2 separate regions of the Mus musculus genome follow, and region 2 is linked to region 1. Evidence: chromatin contacts called from public promoter capture Hi-C data. All regions are on one chromosome and are shown on one strand. The core of a region is the stretch at or near the end of the contact, and the rest is flanking DNA. Distances in the headings are between cores, read along the strand shown. Region 1 holds the start of Pou2f2 (POU domain, class 2, transcription factor 2). Region 2 holds the start of Cic (capicua transcriptional repressor).

Region 1 (3,624 bases), core at 750-3,249:
CGGAAGGCCATAGGAATAGAATTTATCCTTAGGGAACCATCGAGGCCTTCCCACTCTGGCCTCACTTGAAGATCCAGGAGGGCCTCACTGGAAATGGGTGTCCCTTCTTTTCCTAGATCACCATCTGGGACCCAGCCTGGTGAATGTGTCTCTGGCCTGCACGATGTTGAATTGGTAAAGGGTAGACTATGGGGGAGGGGCCTTGTCTGGGTTGTATCCCTCCATATCGTGCTAAGTACCACCACTCCCTCAAAAGATAAATCCTAAATGAAAATGGAGCTTACTGGGTAAATCAGGCTTCAAGACAAAAACCTGCTACCTTACTGCCCCCAACTTCTGCTGGGAAGACCCTCGTGTATAGAAAATCTGCCGCCAGCCGCTGTGCGGTCGGCAAATGCCCTCTGAAATGGTCTTTCCGATAATGGGATATTATAGAGTGTAGATGCCCAGGAACTGTCCCCTCTGTGTGCAGCTTAAGAGCTGAGTTCGTTCCTGTCAGGACCATCTGCCAGGTCTTGGGGTGTCCACCTGCACAGGGCTGGGGGCAGAGGGCACCCATGTAGTTCTTTGTGTCCTTCATGGCTGTGCACATGGGAGTGTGGGCACATGTAACCTGGCCTGCGTTGGCCATATGTGTAGATGTGCCCTCTGCCCTGTGGGTCTGGGTGAAGTAGTAGAGCATATGTAGCTGATGAAGCTTGGTCTGCGGGGAGGGGTGATATTGGGGCCATGGTAGAGATGTGCACTAGTGAATCTCTGTGTGTGCATTCGTGTGAAATGCTGGAGGGTTGGTCTGAGAAGAAATACTTCAGTGTATGCATGTATGTAGAAGGATGAATCCAGCCGTCTATGTGTGCACGCGTGTGGTTTGGGGGACCCTCCACTTGGGGTGTAAAGTGTCCTGGATGGCCCTAGTGGATAGGAGAACTGTTTAAGAGATGCCAAGGCAGCTCAGCAACTCGGACTCCAGGAAGCTGAGAGGGAGAAGAGGGCAGTTGGCTCGCGCCTGCCTTTGTCTGCGCTACTGTGCGCCCGAGTCCTGCGCCTTTGTGTGACCCTCGCAGGTGTGCGCGCGGGGCGGGGGAGGATGCGGGCCGGGATGGAGCGGAGGGCGGGGCTCCCTCCTCTGAAGCCGGCCCCGCCCTCCTGCCCATTGACTGGACGCTGCCGCCCTCTGGCGGGCTTCAGGAAAACCGCAGGACTGAGAGCGGAGCGGCTCGCTGAAAGCGCTCCACAGGAACCCTGAGGACTCAAGCTCAGCTCCACTGCCCCGGGTGCACGCGTTTGCCCTCTGACAGGCTTCTAGCTGTCTCTGACTTAGGCCTCCACCCCTCGCCCTAACTGCCACTGTGCCACTGCTCATGGGCACTATTGGCCCGGGATGCCTTACCTGTGGCACAGGTTGCAAGCCTTGGTCTGTCCACAGCATCCTGAGCATCCCCTTTTTTTTTTTTTTTTTACTTTGATGCATCTTGGCCCTGGATCCTTGAGAAAGCCACTGCTCCCTTCTCTGATCTTCAGTCTTGTCGTTTGTAAGACGAATCACAAAATACTGTCAAACTATGACACCTGTTACGTGGGAGGTGCAGGGTTAGGCACTGAGAGATCCCTCCTCGAACAAACCTCAAATTGTGTTTGCCATTGTTATTGTATAGCCTCACCTTCTCTCACAGCCCCACACGCCCTGTTCCAGATGTGTTCGCCCCCACCCCTCCGTGCTGCGGGGGCAGAAGGACTGTATAGATACCTCCTAGTGTGGCCCCAGCAAGAGTCAGTTCTTCCAGCGTCCTCGCTTTCCACCCGACTAAGCCCCTACTCAAATACACTCATGATCTGGGGTCGCCTGGGCCGCTGGGGTCGGCCTGTGGGCCAGGGTATTTTCCCTTCCGAAGGGGGCGGACCGGCCCTGTGGTTTCCTCCCGGGGTGACTTCCGGCAGGGAGGGCTGGCCCCCAGAGAGGGCGGGGAGATGACACAGTTGTTCCCCAGCCCTGGCTGGCGGGCAGCATGGTTCATTCCAGCATGGGGGCTCCAGGTAAGAGGCTGATGCCTTCTCATGGGTGGCGAGGACAAATAGCATATTAGGGCCGTTCTGCTGACCACCTCTGCCAACGGTTCCTGCACCTCCTCTTCGGCTGTCCCCCTTGTTTGGGAGGCCCCGTGCTTTAGTAACATCTTTTCCTTCCTTCACCTAGTCCCCCTCCTCAGCTCCTCTTTGATACTGTTTTGCATTAGGCATGGGGTGTGTGTGTGGGGGGGTATACTTCCAGTCTGTCTCCCCACTGAGGGAACAGGAAAAAGGAAGGGTCATGTGGTTTTTTGTTTGTTTGTTTGTTTGTTTTGTTTTGTTTTTTGCTGGACTTCATATGGGGAACTGGTGGGCTGGGCAGCGTGGGCGATTCTTTAGACACAGGGCTGCAACAGGTTTGGAAGACCAAGCAGTTGCGTTTGTGTGGTGCAGGTGTGCATATGTGTGAGTGTGGGTGTGGTGTCCTGCGTCCTGTGCTTATTGCTATTTCTCCTGGGTGTGCAGGGGGGAGGGCTGCTGTGCGTGGCATTCCTGTGTGCCCGTAGCAGTGATTTCTTCTTGATCCACTTCATTTATTCTGCAAAATGGCACTAATCTTATATATCCCTCAGTCTCCTTATCCTGCTCTGACTTTCTCCGTGGCGCATGCATTCTATGTCTTTGAGTTACTACATGCTTGCCTGGGTGAGCTGGATACGGTGCAGGCACCGTATCAGGTGATTTGCGCTTGGGGACTCATTTCGTAGAAGGTATGCATCTCTGCGCAGACTTAGCATACCTCAGCAGAGTACTGGGAAGTGTAAGGTGATAATACCAGTGCTGAGATATTCCAAGGATCAGTACTTCATGACTGCTTTTCTGGAGCTTTGGTCGAGTGTGCGTCGAGCTCCTGGGTGACCGTAGGTGTGAGTGTTGGCTTGGCGTGCATCCGTCCAACATGCATCAGTATGTGGGGGGCATCGCCAAGTCCCTTCAACAACCGCTGGTTACCGGGCCGTTCTATGTTGGATATTGGTGTTGAAGATATATCAGGGCTAGGCAGCTTCAGGTCTGCTTTTCTGGAGTCACGAGTTCAGTGGAAAGGACAATCCTGTGGTGATCAGACCTGGGATTGGAGGGTGGAGGGTGGAGCAGAGATGATAGAGTCCAGAAGTTATCTAGTTCTGTTGTCATGGTAGTAGGGAGGGCTTCCTGGAGGAGTTCTCTGAGCTAGGATATAAAAATGATGGTGGTAGACAGTAGAAAGATGAGGATTGACAGGTATTTATTTACTGAGGTGGCCGTGTGGGTGTACACATATCTACTTGTTCAGTGTACATATGAAGTCCAGACTGCCATCTGCACACATATAGCGGCTTCACTATGGACTCATTTCAAGTGAGAACTTGTAGCCACTGGACAAAGCATTAGACTTTTTACTGGGGATTTCTGTAGGGTGAAAAAAAAAAGAAAAAGTCCTACCCAGGAGAACTGTTATGGGTTTTCACCGTGTAGCATTGGCAAGAATCAATCCATCGTAAGGATGTGATTAATACATCGTGTGGCCTCGGGCAGATCACTCACCGTCTGATCTCAGGCTCTCCACCCTGGAGAGTC
Region 2 (4,147 bases), core at 1,453-3,952, 140 kb before region 1:
TCAGGGGAGGGTCGGGTCTGAACCCAGGTGCTCTAGGGCCACAGAACTGAGCTCCTAACCACTGCCCTGTGCTGCCAATCATGTGACCCACACATCATGCTTGCTCTCACTCTCATCACCTAGAAAGCACACACACAAATGCACACAGAAACTCACGCACATAAGCACCAAGCCACAGAAAGGAGGTGACACAGCTGAGATGCAAGCTTCTCTCCTCCCTCTACTCTCTCTCCACCCCTACAGGCAGTCATGCATGGCCAGGTACTGTGGGAAGGAGTAGGCAGCTCAGAGTCCCTAGGGATGCTTGCCCACTCTGCTCAGTATCCCAGGTCTGCCAGGTACAACCATCTTCCCAGGTCCTGGCAGGGAGTAGGCAGGGGCACGTTTGGGGCAAGAGCTCACACCAGCACTGCCACAGGACTGTACATGAGCACACGCACGCGCACAAATGCAGCACACGTCATCACACAGTGGGACACAGAACTGCACACCCCAGGGTTTCTCTGTCCCACTACACAGGAGGGAGTCTTCCCCTTTCCCCAACAGCACCCAGAGCAATGCCTGCAAGCCCAGCCCTCACTTCTGGCCTGCACGTATCCTCACCCAGACTGAGCAGGCTGGGCAGGGTGTCTGAAATGGCCAGCACCCTCAGGGACCCAAATATGCCCAGACAGCTCCAGGTGGGGGTAAGGAGGATGAGGTCAAAGACAGCAGGACAAGCCCAACAAGCCAACCTCACCCACTTCCTGAACAGTCACTCTGCCCGCCCCCTTTCAAGCTGCCCTGAGAAAAGAAGAAAAAAAAAAAAAAAAGGGCAAAACAAAACCCCTAAAACTTTACTCCAGAGTGACTTGGAAAACTTGAGAAGCCAAACATTAGCTGTCCTAGATTCCGCCAAACACAATCAGAGACCCCTCTGACAGTCTTCAGGCTGACTGCGATCCCAGATCTCATGCTCTCCGACTTGAGGCCTTCTCCTTCTGTGGGACAATTCTGGGGTTCTCACTGGCAGACTCTGAAGGGCCTGGGATCAGCACCAAGGTGCTGTGAGTTAAGCCGACTCCACTGCCATCTCCCCACTGACCTGCTAGGGCACCATTCAGGAGCCTGAGATCTGGTACAAACACTGTCCAAACATAAACCTTTACACCCCACCCAGGGCCTACAAGCACACCAGCCAACATCCCTTACCCCTGTTACCTGGACTGGTCTCTTTACCCCAGAGCCAGACCTCTCTTTCTTGGGGCCTACCTTCTTCCTGTGCACCATAGCTAACTACTACCCAGGGTCCCGCGGGCCCTCACCTCCCTTTCAGAACGTGAAACTCCTGAAGCTGAGGCCACCCCATGCCCTTTAGGGTCTCATCCTCTCTATTTCCATCCACCCTCCTGACACCATCTTCGCTTGCCACTCTCTCCCATCTTGTCACCACCTCTACCTTATTTTCTCAGATACTAGGCCCCCTCCTGTTACCCCCCCCCGCTGGTCACCCCCATTTATTTATATCACCTATTCCTCCTATTCACTCTTCTGTCGGCCATCTCTAGACCTCCAAATCTGACACCTCTGCCCATCGCCTCTCTTTATCACCCCCTCCAACTCGGTCCCCTTCCTCTCCCTGTCACCCTGATCTAATCCTGTTACCCCTCCATTCCTGTTATCAGTACTCTCCCCTAGTTGCTCCTTTTCTGTCACTCCCCACTTCCTACCACTTCTTCCACTCTGTCACCCCTTCCCACACCATTCCGCCCACCTCTTTTGCCCTGTACCCCTTTCCCGTCCCTGCCACCTGTCCCCTCTCGGCCTCCAGCTCCCCTCCACCCCCACGCAGTGTCAGCCCTAGCCCCGCCCTTCACCTCGGGCTCCGCGGGGTTTCGGGGCGGGGGGCCGTGGCCCCGGCTCAGTCCGGTCCGGTCCCTCCCCGCCCCCCCTCCGGCTCTCCCTCTCGATTCTCCCTTTTTTTTTTACTCCAACACACAAAATGGTGAATGGACCTGCAACAGCTGGAGCAACCAGCCAATAAACGGCCACAACCCCGGTGACCGGCGCCAACCTAGACCAATAGATATTCGCTGTCTAGTCGGCTCCGCCTATCATCCGCAAGCGACACTTGCTACCACCAATTGCGCTCTTCCGGCAGCGCCAAGGGGCGGGGTCAAATTCCAAGACCGGCCTCCCTCCGGGACCGACACCAACCTAAGCCTACGACTGCCTGATCTGCCTAGAACTCTACCTTACAACAAGTAATGGACACCTCCTTTAACCAATTAACAGACTATTTATATGCCGAATGACAATTACAGTACCCAATCACCATCCATCTTAAGCAAGAAACCACCCCCTGCGAGGGACAGTAACCAATAAAATGAAGGGAGGCGGGACTAAAGGATATGCCCTCCAATAAACAAGCTCGAGAGGCGTGGCCCGAGGGTTTGTTGACCAGCTGAACGCAATGCCTGCTGGGAATAGTAGTCTTCTTCTGTATCCGGCCCGTAGTCAGAAGCATAAGTCAGACTACAACTCCCATGTGACAGAGTGCATGGAGCTCCAAAGAACCCGGGCGAAGAGAAAAAGTCGGAAAGGGCAGCTCCTCCTGAGTCTCGCTGGACACTGGGAACATCTTAGACCCAGGGCCCCGACTCACCCGGATTGCTGGCTCTGGCGTCGCCAGTGGCTCCTCGCTGAGGCGGCTGTAGCGGCACGAGGGGGAGGTGCAAAGAGCAGCCAACCGACACCCGCGAGCCCCGCAGCCAATCAGCAACGGCAGGGGCGGTGCAATGACCTCACCGGTTCTACTCTCTTACCCCTCCCCCACGTGGTTGTTGGTGCTGGTAAACCAGAGTAGAGAAGTTTGGGGTAGGGGGATGGGAGGAGAACTAGTGATGTCACCTTTCCTCTGCATGATTGGCTGTCGGGTGGCCGGACTACGGCCAATCAACAGTCTCAAAAAGTCTGGCGCGGCCCCGCGGAAAGCCCTGTTGCCACCAGAAGGAGAGAGGACCTGCGGTTGTAGGGTAGCGCGCTCTGCAGTACTGGCAACCCGCGTGGCCTGTGGCCGTGATGTCAACTCCAAGACTTTTTGATTTTAGGACGGCGCACTTTTCTGATCGCACCCTCCAATCTCCAAACTTTTCTTTTGCGTCACTTCCTGGGGTTTCACACTTCATTCCGAAGGCGAATAGCCCTATGGCTTTTCACACCTGAGGAAAGATGTGTAAAAATCTTGGGGTGGGTGTCACACCGGAGGTGAGGAGAAGAGCATGTGCCACATACCCTCTGAGGCATAGACAGCTGTTGCCCCGGTGCCGAGTTTACACCAGGTGTGACTATCCCTAGCTTCAGTCTTCCCATCAGGTTTCCCTTGGATCAAAGGATAATGGAGAATGGTGTACTCCTCCTCTAATGAAGGTTTCTCTTGCATATGATGGATACTCAAGACTGTAATAGTGAAACACACACACACACACACATCTGGTCTATTGTAGCACATCTTACTGTTGGTGCTGGTTAGTTTTTAAGTTGACACAAGTACCAAATCCTGACATAGAGTGAACCCCAATTGTCTCCAAAAGATTGCCCTGTAGGCAAGTCAGTGCAGTACTATCTTAATTAGTGGTTGGTGTAGGAGGGTCCAACCCATTGTGGGTGGGTGCAACCCCTGAGAAAGTGGTCCTGGGAAGCAGGCGAAACAAACCATGGAGAGCAAGCCATTATGAAGGGTTCTTGCATGGCTTCCCCATTGAATTCTTGCCCAGAGTTCCTGCCCTGACGCCCCTTCAGATGGGCTTGATGAAATATAAGTTGAGATAAACCCCTTTCTCATTGAGCTGCTTTTAGTTATTCTGCTTTCCTTATGCTTGCACTATGCTCTGTAAGAGAATGTTCTGGGATATATGGCTGCTTCACATAGGACATGCAAAAAGCACCCATTATCTATGGCACTTACAGTGAGGCAACTTCTCGATATCTACAGGAAGTTCCCACCGTGCCGCAGACCCTATTGATCCCTTGTCTGCATGGAACGGGTCTCTAGTCTCAGGTGGGCAAGGAGTCAGCGGGAATGGATGGACAGACTCAACACAAGGGAGTGTGGATCTGAATGTAATTTGTCAAATTGAGCATCAAACTTTTTATACAGAAGAAAATA

The links. Promoter capture Hi-C pulls out the DNA fragments that hold promoters and counts their contacts.
Region 2: a contact with region 1 is called in a promoter capture Hi-C map of embryonic stem cells, with 11 read pairs. The contact joins the promoter of Cic here to the promoter of Pou2f2 in region 1. A contact is called at or near these places in 23 of 39 promoter capture datasets (the 3T3-L1 cell line, 3T3-L1-derived adipocytes, the C10 cell line and 15 more), 7 of 15 datasets of contacts at CTCF or cohesin (CD8 T cells, the NIH/3T3 cell line, embryonic stem cells and 3 more), 51 of 484 Hi-C or Micro-C datasets (B cells, CD4 T cells, CD8 T cells and 24 more), 32 of 115 datasets of contacts at active chromatin or transcription factors (the 230-238 cell line, CD8 T cells, DN3 thymocytes and 20 more) and 3 of 9 other capture datasets (adipose tissue, liver and pancreatic islet).

The regions. Positions count from the first base shown.
Region 1 is chr7:25,130,835-25,134,458 of GRCm38.p6, reverse strand. It overlaps Pou2f2 (POU domain, class 2, transcription factor 2), which reads left to right and starts at 1,999. Exons shown (of 15, transcript NM_001163554.1): 1 at 1,999-2,034. The coding sequence starts at 2,007.
Region 2 is chr7:25,266,254-25,270,400 of GRCm38.p6, reverse strand. It overlaps Cic (capicua transcriptional repressor), which reads right to left and starts at 2,702. Exons shown (of 21, transcript NM_001302811.1): 1 at 2,645-2,702. It overlaps Gm45974 (a long non-coding RNA gene), which reads left to right. Exons shown (of 3, transcript XR_001778066.2): 3 at 2,004-2,068.